2 separate regions of the Rattus norvegicus genome follow, and region 2 is linked to region 1. The links are chromatin contacts, called in public Hi-C maps. All regions are on one chromosome and are shown on one strand. Each heading gives the region's core, a stretch centred on a gene start, on an enhancer-like site or on the middle of the called end of the contact. The rest is flanking DNA. Distances are from core to core; before and after follow the strand shown.

What was found. Hi-C and Micro-C count contacts between places; a contact is called where the count stands out from the background.
Region 2: a contact with region 1 is called in a Hi-C map of frontal cortex, with 3 times the contacts expected there. The contact joins the enhancer-like site here to the promoter of Mef2c in region 1. A contact is called at or near these places in 6 of 12 Hi-C or Micro-C datasets (the A7r5 cell line, the Rat2 cell line, Schwann cells and 3 more).

Annotation. Positions count from the first base shown.
Region 1 is chr2:15,726,860-15,730,916 of GRCr8, reverse strand. Mef2c (myocyte enhancer factor 2C) reads right to left here and starts at 1,902. Exons shown (of 11, transcript NM_001399397.1): 1 at 1,641-1,902.
Region 2 is chr2:15,863,500-15,867,547 of GRCr8, reverse strand. It overlaps Mef2c (myocyte enhancer factor 2C), which reads right to left. Exons shown (of 11, transcript NM_001399397.1): 11 at 1-710. The coding sequence ends at 389. All of the region lies in intron 1 of LOC103691412 (a long non-coding RNA gene), which reads left to right. Among named protein-coding and RNA genes, the nearest start is that of Mir9-2hg, 56 kb to the left of the region's middle. Within about 2 kb of position 1,712, at least 14 of the 93 cell types and tissues checked have an H3K27ac peak or open chromatin away from gene starts, as enhancers often do.

The sequences.
Region 1 (4,057 bases), core at 653-3,152:
TTTCCCCATTTGAGATGGGACATAGGGACAACTCATCTTACCGACCACGCACTTGCTTTAGGACTACTTTCAAACTCAGTAATTAATATTATGCTTGTAGTAGATGACAATGTGGTTTACTGCCTGCATTTTTGTAACTGAATCAACAGCTACACAAACATATCATTTGTGCCATCCTCATAAATACTGAATTACTTTTAAGACTGGGCAAACTGACGTTATTTTTAAAATTAAATGAGATTTTTTAGCTATAGATTGAAAATTGCTGATCCACTTAAAGCTAAAGTCGGTATGGCTGCAAGGTTAAGTGCGGCTCACAGGTGGTCACATTTGATGTCCTACCTAGTAAGTCTCTAGGGGAGGGGGATTATTATGCACCACACAAACATTTTTACTCTGCAACACAATTCCATTGCAAGGTGCCAGTGGAAGGGAGCTGGGTCACTCTTCTGGAAAGGCGTGGAAAGGCAACTAGAGTTTTCTTTACAGCACTTAGAGAACACATACAGTCACTACAGATTTCATAAGGCAGTTACCGTTAGAGTTACTATCACATTAACAATAGTAAAATGCACTTTGTGTCAAAGCAATTCTCCTCCGAGGACCAGTTAAAGAATTGGCAAAGAGCCTGATTCTACATACACTGTCAGCATTTACATACCAAGTATTTCATACAGAAGACATCCATTTCAAAAATGTGAGGGAAAAGGTTCATAACTATAGCATCTAGAACAGTTCAAAATGGCTCAGATAGAACATTTTCCTTAAGAATTGGTAGCCTTGTTCTGGAAAGGAAATCACATTAGCGTTGCACTCAAGCACTTGCATAATACGCAATAATACAATAAGAAATGTGTCCCATCTCTATAGACTTTCTTTATGGCCAACTTTGTCACTTAGTTTCGTAACTTTCATCCAAAGTCCAAACAGAAGGCGGGCTAAGTGACTTAGCCTTGTTTGTTTTTAAGTGGCTTAATATTTCCCTTGATCTAAACAACAATGCACATGCTGGAATACAAACATGAACTGTGCAGTGCACGGGCTCCCATGGCCAGGGCAACTGCTTCTGGTCCCCACCAATTAAACTCTCACAAGCATGCACTTTGGTGAAAGAAGAGGATGCACAAAAGGTGGACTCTGGCAGGCAGCCCTGCTGTAGCTTAAAGTCATTCCAAGGACTAGTGGTTCAGAATCTAAACCCAGGGCAAATCAGTCTTTGGGGGCAACTCATAGGAACATCTTTCCATAGTGAACTAACAGCTAAATTTTAAGACAGCTACTTCAAGGTCACAGAACAGTCTGTGAAATAGTAAAATCCACCAAGATCCACATTCTCCACCCTACTGAACACGCTAATGACGTGAACTAACTTCTTGAAACTTTAAACAAACTGATGTGACAGGAACAGTCAGATGTGATTTCAATAGCAGATGGCAAACCGATGCTACCATCTAAAAAGTTACTTTCAGCCACACACAAGGAAATCGTAGAATCTAAAGAAAAGAATGCACAACAAGCCTTAACTTAAGCCTTCCAGAAAGGAGTTGGATAGACCCGGTGTCTGGAAGAGATCCGTGCAGATTTCAGAGACAATACACAGACTATTTCTATTCTTTTGGTGAAATGTCAGAGGTACTTACATGAAGGAAGACCCGACCAGATTAGTCCTTGGAATATTTTCCTTTCTTAAAAGAGAGGAAGAGAAAGAAAAAAAAATAACAATAATCTTTACTTCGTCCAGCCTTGAAGTACTTCTCCACCTGATTCAAAGCTGCAGGCACGGCGACCCACACAGAACCTTCAAAGTCAATCCAATAGCAGCCCGAAGATGTCTGGGTGTACGCGTGTGCTCAAGTGTCTGTGACTGCGAGGCGAGTGAGCTGAGAGCTGGAGACGAAGTGTGCGTGTGTGCGCACTCGAGGGGGGGGGAAGGGGAGGGCGCGCGCGGGATTGCGCATTCGCGCGCGCACCGAAGCCGCTGGAAGAGGAGGAGAAAGAGGAGGAGGAGGAAGGTGGAGGAAGAGAAGGAGGAGGTGGAAGAGGAGGAGAAAGTGGCTCTCTGTGGCCGGTGGGATTAAAAGTAGCCAGACTTGTCCAGAAAACTGCGTCCAGGAAGGAAGTGACAGGAGACGAATGGGAAAAGGAGAGCAGCTCCCAGCCTTAGATACGTCCTGTGAAAGAGCGGGGGGGGGGGGTGGGGGGGGTGGGGGGGAATGTAAGGATACTGGGAGGGGACGCGGGGGCGGCAAGCAAGACTGAGCACACGGGGGTTCTAAGCAGCACGTACGCGCCAGTGCTCCCCCCGTCCCCCAATTCATTTTATTCTTGCCTTTTCCTGGCGCTGCCTTTTCCTTTCCGTTTTTCTATCCCTACCAGCCCAAACCGTTGACTCTCCTCTCGAGCTGGGGAAATCATCAGTTTCACTCTTGCAAAAGGGGGGCGGGACTAGAACCTCGCAGCATTTTAATAAAACAAACATACTGCAGCTCCCTCCTCACCCCTCCAGTCTCAACTAGATTGATAAATTACTCCACTACACTACTTTAATTATGTATATGGTATGCAGAATAAATCACTGAACATCAGTACCTCAATCAAGCACTTTTAAATGATAATTGCATCTTGGTGAATCAATCTTTCCATTCCTGACATTTTGCTAATTTTAGTTTTACGGTGGGGTAATGGCACATGCCATACGCAAACCTAATGACAATTCTTTATTGCATGAAAGGGAAGACAACACGGGGAGCGGCGGCTCCCTGCCTCTCTCCCTGTTGCTAAAGAGGACGCTCGGAGGGGACGCTGGGCTGCTGCGCGCTCGCTCCCCCGGGAGGCTGCAAGGCAGCTAACAGGAAAGTCCTTCTGAAGTCGAGATCTTCCCTCTGACCAATAGGAGCGCGACCCTAAGAGCTGCTCTAGTGACTCCCCCCACCCCCTCCTTTGGATTCGCAGTAGCCACCTCATCCTTGCTCCGGTCCGCGCGCGCCTCCGTTACTCACGCGTAAAAGCCACGATCCAGGATGTCTGCAAGCCTCGATCCCAGCGTGCGCTTCCTGCCCGCCCAGAATGTACAAAGCTTTTGGCCTTGAGAGCCAGGAGGGCTAGGTTAGAACGTGAGCCGAAAGGAACCTCCAATGTTAGTAATAAAATAATTACAAGTTTTTGAAATCTCGACTTTATCCCGGGGCCATTAACTTTCGAGTCAATCTGGACAAATTTACCAAGGGGACAGCTTTCTCGAGAATACCCCCTCCTTCCCTCCAGGGTCTCCTCCACACCTTACTGGACTTTATCCAGGTCATTAGCAAGTAAACCAAAAACAACTTCCCAAATGCATTAGGCTCCCCTGACCGATAGCGGGTGACTTCACTTATCCTGAAGAGTTTCAGCTGCACAGGAAGCAAGAGCAGAGACTGATAAGGATACTTAGGTTAAGGTTTGAGCCTCTAGAATACTTTTCCATAGTAAAAATATAGGTTAACAAAGAATTGATACTTAGGGGAAAAGGTACTAGATATTGGGACCACACCCAAAAAGCTAAAGATTAAATATATCAACTAGTTATACACATCACCCCTATGTCTCCCCAAAATATTGAAAGATTGCATGGCCAGGAGTACTGTAGATCGTGTAAAACATAAAAAAAATTTTTTTTTAATATTATGACTGGAGGAAGAGAAAGTTCACAGAGTACCATAACATAGAGGATACAGTGTAGACAATAGCAGACTAATGAAATATCTAGCTAATTAAAGATACTTCCTCACACACAAAAATAAACTCCTTTCAAAAGTGTATGTTTAACCCAATAACTGGCTGCATTTTTCTGGTAAGTTCTTCAGTACAGCAGCAGAGAACTATTCTAATGCAAAAGGGCACCGTGGTTCAAAAAGCCTCCATCTCATTGTGCTGTTTGAAGTTGGAAGCTCCTGGAGGAGCAGTGGACTTAACATTTAAGCACCCTCCACAGGCTTCCCTTGAAAGCAGAAAGTTGATTTTCCAGGCAAGTTAAACTACATCGGAAGGATCTTCAAACCTCTGGCTCCTTACATGGAGA
Region 2 (4,048 bases), core at 463-2,962, 140 kb before region 1:
AGCTGCTCTCTCTTTCAGTAAAGATCTGCCGCTTTTGGCAAATGTTTCCTTTTGTCTATTTACATGTAAATAACGTTGAACCTGCAACATGACACTATCTATTGTAACATACATTTTGCAAAGGGTCACAACAGTGAAAAGAAGTTAGCCTTAAAATCTATTTTGTACAAGTGTTCTGTTGTACAACTCAAGTGCTAAGCGTATCTCAGCATTTCTGTTTATCTTTATACTGTATCACTGAGGCAATTTAAAAGTACTTTTACAAAACAGAGTACCTGACTTTTTTTTCCACACACGGCACATATAATGCATATCGACCCCCCTTCCCCATTAAGGTATAGCACACACACACACTGCAAGAAAAAAAAACTATTAAGTAATAATGTGATCATGTTGCCCATCCTTCAGAGAGCCGCATGCGCTTGACTGAGGGACTTTCCCTTTCGTCCGGCGAAGGTCTGGTGAGTCCAATGGGGGAGTGGAATTCGTTCCGGTGATCCTCCCGGTCGCTCCCATCGTAGGAACTGCTACAGCTGCTCAGGCTGTCAACAGGAGATCTCCCCGCCTCGTGGCGCGTGTGTTGTGGGTATCTCGATGGGGTGGTGGTACGGTCTCTAGGAGGAGAAACAGGTTCTGACTTGATGTTGAGGCTTTGAGTAGAAGGCAGGGAGAGATTTGAACTCTGAGATAAATGAGTGCTAGTGCAAGCTCTGTAGGAGGAAAGGAAACCCAGTTACAGATGGAGGAGGCCTGCAGGCCCCAGGAACTCACATTACAAACATAGCAGCTTAAAAGACTTGCATAGACTCTAGTGCGTGCCCACAATGAGAGTGCAGCTAGGCACTGCGGGGCGGCACCGCCTAGAGCCACGGAGAATGCTCCTGCCTGGGGGTAAATACACCACTTAACTGGCCCAGGCCTCGGGGATCATCTCCAGCTTCTAAAATACTCTGTAACTGTATAGATTACCCTTTCATAAAGGATTAAGACACGGTACAAAAGGTACAAAAGTCATTCTGCGTTCATGGAATTTCCCCCTATACTAGTTCCGTTCTTTTCTGAACCTTGGGAGACAGTGTTTGACTTTGAATGGCACTCTCTTGGTTTATCAGTGTCTGTGTATTTGAGATTATTTTTAAAAAACCCATTATTGATAAGAATTTCTCTCTAACTGATATGCCCATATAACTGGAGATATATATTACTAAGGGAAAACGAACAGTAAGAATCTCAAATGAACAGCACACATCAAACGCCGTATAATTATATATAACTGATGTCAGGCTTGGGGGGGGGGAAGGAGGGAGAAAGACTGAATATTATATGCAGAAAATTTAAAAACTGTTTCAAAAATCATCTCCCTAAAACTGATACCTAACTGGACTTTATCATTTGCAGCTGTCTAGAATGAAAATCCTGTCTGTAGTTCCCAATTCCTTTAATCTTAACAGGGCTAAGCAGCAGTGACGATGGTTGCTTAAGGTAACGCTTGTCTTACTTATAATAATGTTAACGGCGAATCTGTTGTTTGTGAAGGAAAGCATGTGGAGAAGAAGGAGGAGTGAGCCATCACTATGGCTCTAATCATCACTGATTTGCAGACAGTGCATTCTGGGAGACTCTGGACAACAGTTAGCCTCAGAGAAAAGCTTTAAGTCTTAAGTGTGGACTGGGGATTGATGACTGAGCAGGCCGAACCGTGCTCACTCTGCTGGCATCAGCATTACGATTTTTGTTTGTTTCTCTGTTTTGCTTTGTTCTTGCTTCATGACATGCACATCCAGAGTCAATCTGATCCAGCTACACCATCAAGAAGGTACTGCAGTCTCTTTAATTGCGGGATACTCGCGGAAAATAATTATATGTACAGAGACACCGGTTTTAAACAAAAGGAAGCAAGCCTACCTATTAATGCATGCAAGTATGCTGCTCCCTGACGGAGAGAACTACGTGTGGGCTAGTGTCTTTCTGAACAGTGAGTGCATTTCAGAGACTGCAGTGGGATAACGTGGGGCTGGCCTTTGGGGGATGTGACACAGGGTTAAGATGTACAGAGATAGAAAATTAGTCAGAAACGAATTTATCTTTGAGTAATGTTTTATACAAAAGCACCACCTACTGGCAAGGGATGACTTTCCCCTTCTTATTAGTAAATGAGCTAACATGGAGGACATTATCAAGGGGGCTCTTTGCTGCTTTAATGAGCCCTTCTGGTTTAGGCAGTCTGCACATTCAGATACAGATGCCAATCCCAGTGCACACAGTTTTCAATCTCTGTCTATCCGTGGAACTACTTATCTGAAGCTTATTATTTTAGTCTATATTAGTTCTCTGATTTTCTAAGACTTTTAATTAAATTGTCTTTAAATCAAAGCCGTATTAAGGTGGGAGACAGGAAAACACCTGTATTTCAAAGGCTCCATAATAGTGGACTATTTTATACTGGTTCAAAGTTACTTCACAATTCATTTTGATGTTTGAGGAAATCATCTTTTGACTTCTGGAAGAGTTTTCCTGCTCTGGGTAAGAAAAGCCATTTCACTAACATTTAACTAAATGCTTCTGCCGTGGATCACACCAGCGCTTAATAATGAATGCCAATAAGGAGCTTCGAAGTGACACAGCTTATCAATAAATACTTTTCTTCACTCTGGGACATTCAGCTTACACTCCTCTAAACACAACAGAGTGGGAACCTCCTAAAAATTCAGTGAGTTGGGTTCCATAGGTAACTCGTCTATATAAATTAAGTTGAAAGTAATAAGAATGAGATGATGTGTCTTTGATGTCATCACAACCTCTCCTTTGTCCCCGTTCCCAATATCAGTGGCCACGCAGAAGTTTCACAGTGTCTTGCTCCCCACAAAAAAAGGAGTGTCTATTTGTTGGTAATTCTTTACCATGACTGAACACCTTCTCTGGTGGCGGGATTTCATTTACACTTTAACACAGACTTATTCTGAGCTGGGTAGCTAGTGGAACTAAGTCTGCAGCCCAGAGCTCTACATGGTGTCTTCATCTCAAATTCACTTCACTGTGGCACGGACTGCAACAGATTGGCCATCTCTGCTACCGGAGCTACTTTCTTGCCAAGAGTAGGCAGCATTAATATCACTTAACTGTAATACGGTAGCTTGTTCTCGTGAACGAAATACAGCCACAGATAATTGTGAGACTTGAGACTACAGGTGCGAGTGAGAATGAGGTAGGGGGAGGGCGGTCCAGGCACGTCGGTACCTTGTCACGTCCTCTGAGGTACTTCTGACCCCGCTATGTAGCGTTTTAATCTGAGAGAGCTACCCTTCCTTCAGATTGCTCAGAGATAAAATGTGGATAGCTTTATTTAAGTTCCTCTCACTCTGCCACCCCAATAAAATTAGGTTTTCTTACTCTATTTAGCTTTCCCCTCCCTGTGAGGCAGTCTCATTACATATGCCAGCCTGGGCTCAAATGTTTCATCCTCCTGTCTCAGCCTTCTAAGTGCTGGGTTATAGGTGTGCATGTATCACTCAGCCTAATTTTTTTAAAAAAAGATTCATTTGTTTTTATTGATGTGCATATGTGTATGTCTCTGTGTGAGTTTGGGCATATGTGTGCAGGTCCCTGAGGAGGACAGGAGAGGGTGTTGGATTCTCTGACTTGGCTGTTCTGAATCTTCTGCTAGCCTTGTAAATACCTGTGGTTGCTGAGGCATCATCTGACCAGGCTCTGCAGCCCTGGCTGGCCTAGTACAGGCTGTACAGACACTAACTGGGGACCACACCCAGTCCTCCTGCCTAACCTTTAAGAGTAGTATTTACTCAATCTCCCCTCTGCCCCCAGCTCCTTTCTCAGTATGGGTTGAGTCTTGTCATCATCAACAAGAACAAAAATGTTGTCCCTTTTCTGGAAAATACTGTCCAGAAAGTGGGTTGTCCTTTTCTAGACAGCAATCAAAAAACATCTGAAAGTCAAGGGTTGTTCCTCTAAAATGTTGAGTTCCTCTCCAGGCACGTATCTTTCTACATGAAATTAGTGTGTGCTCATCGTGTAAGCTCAATGCATAAAA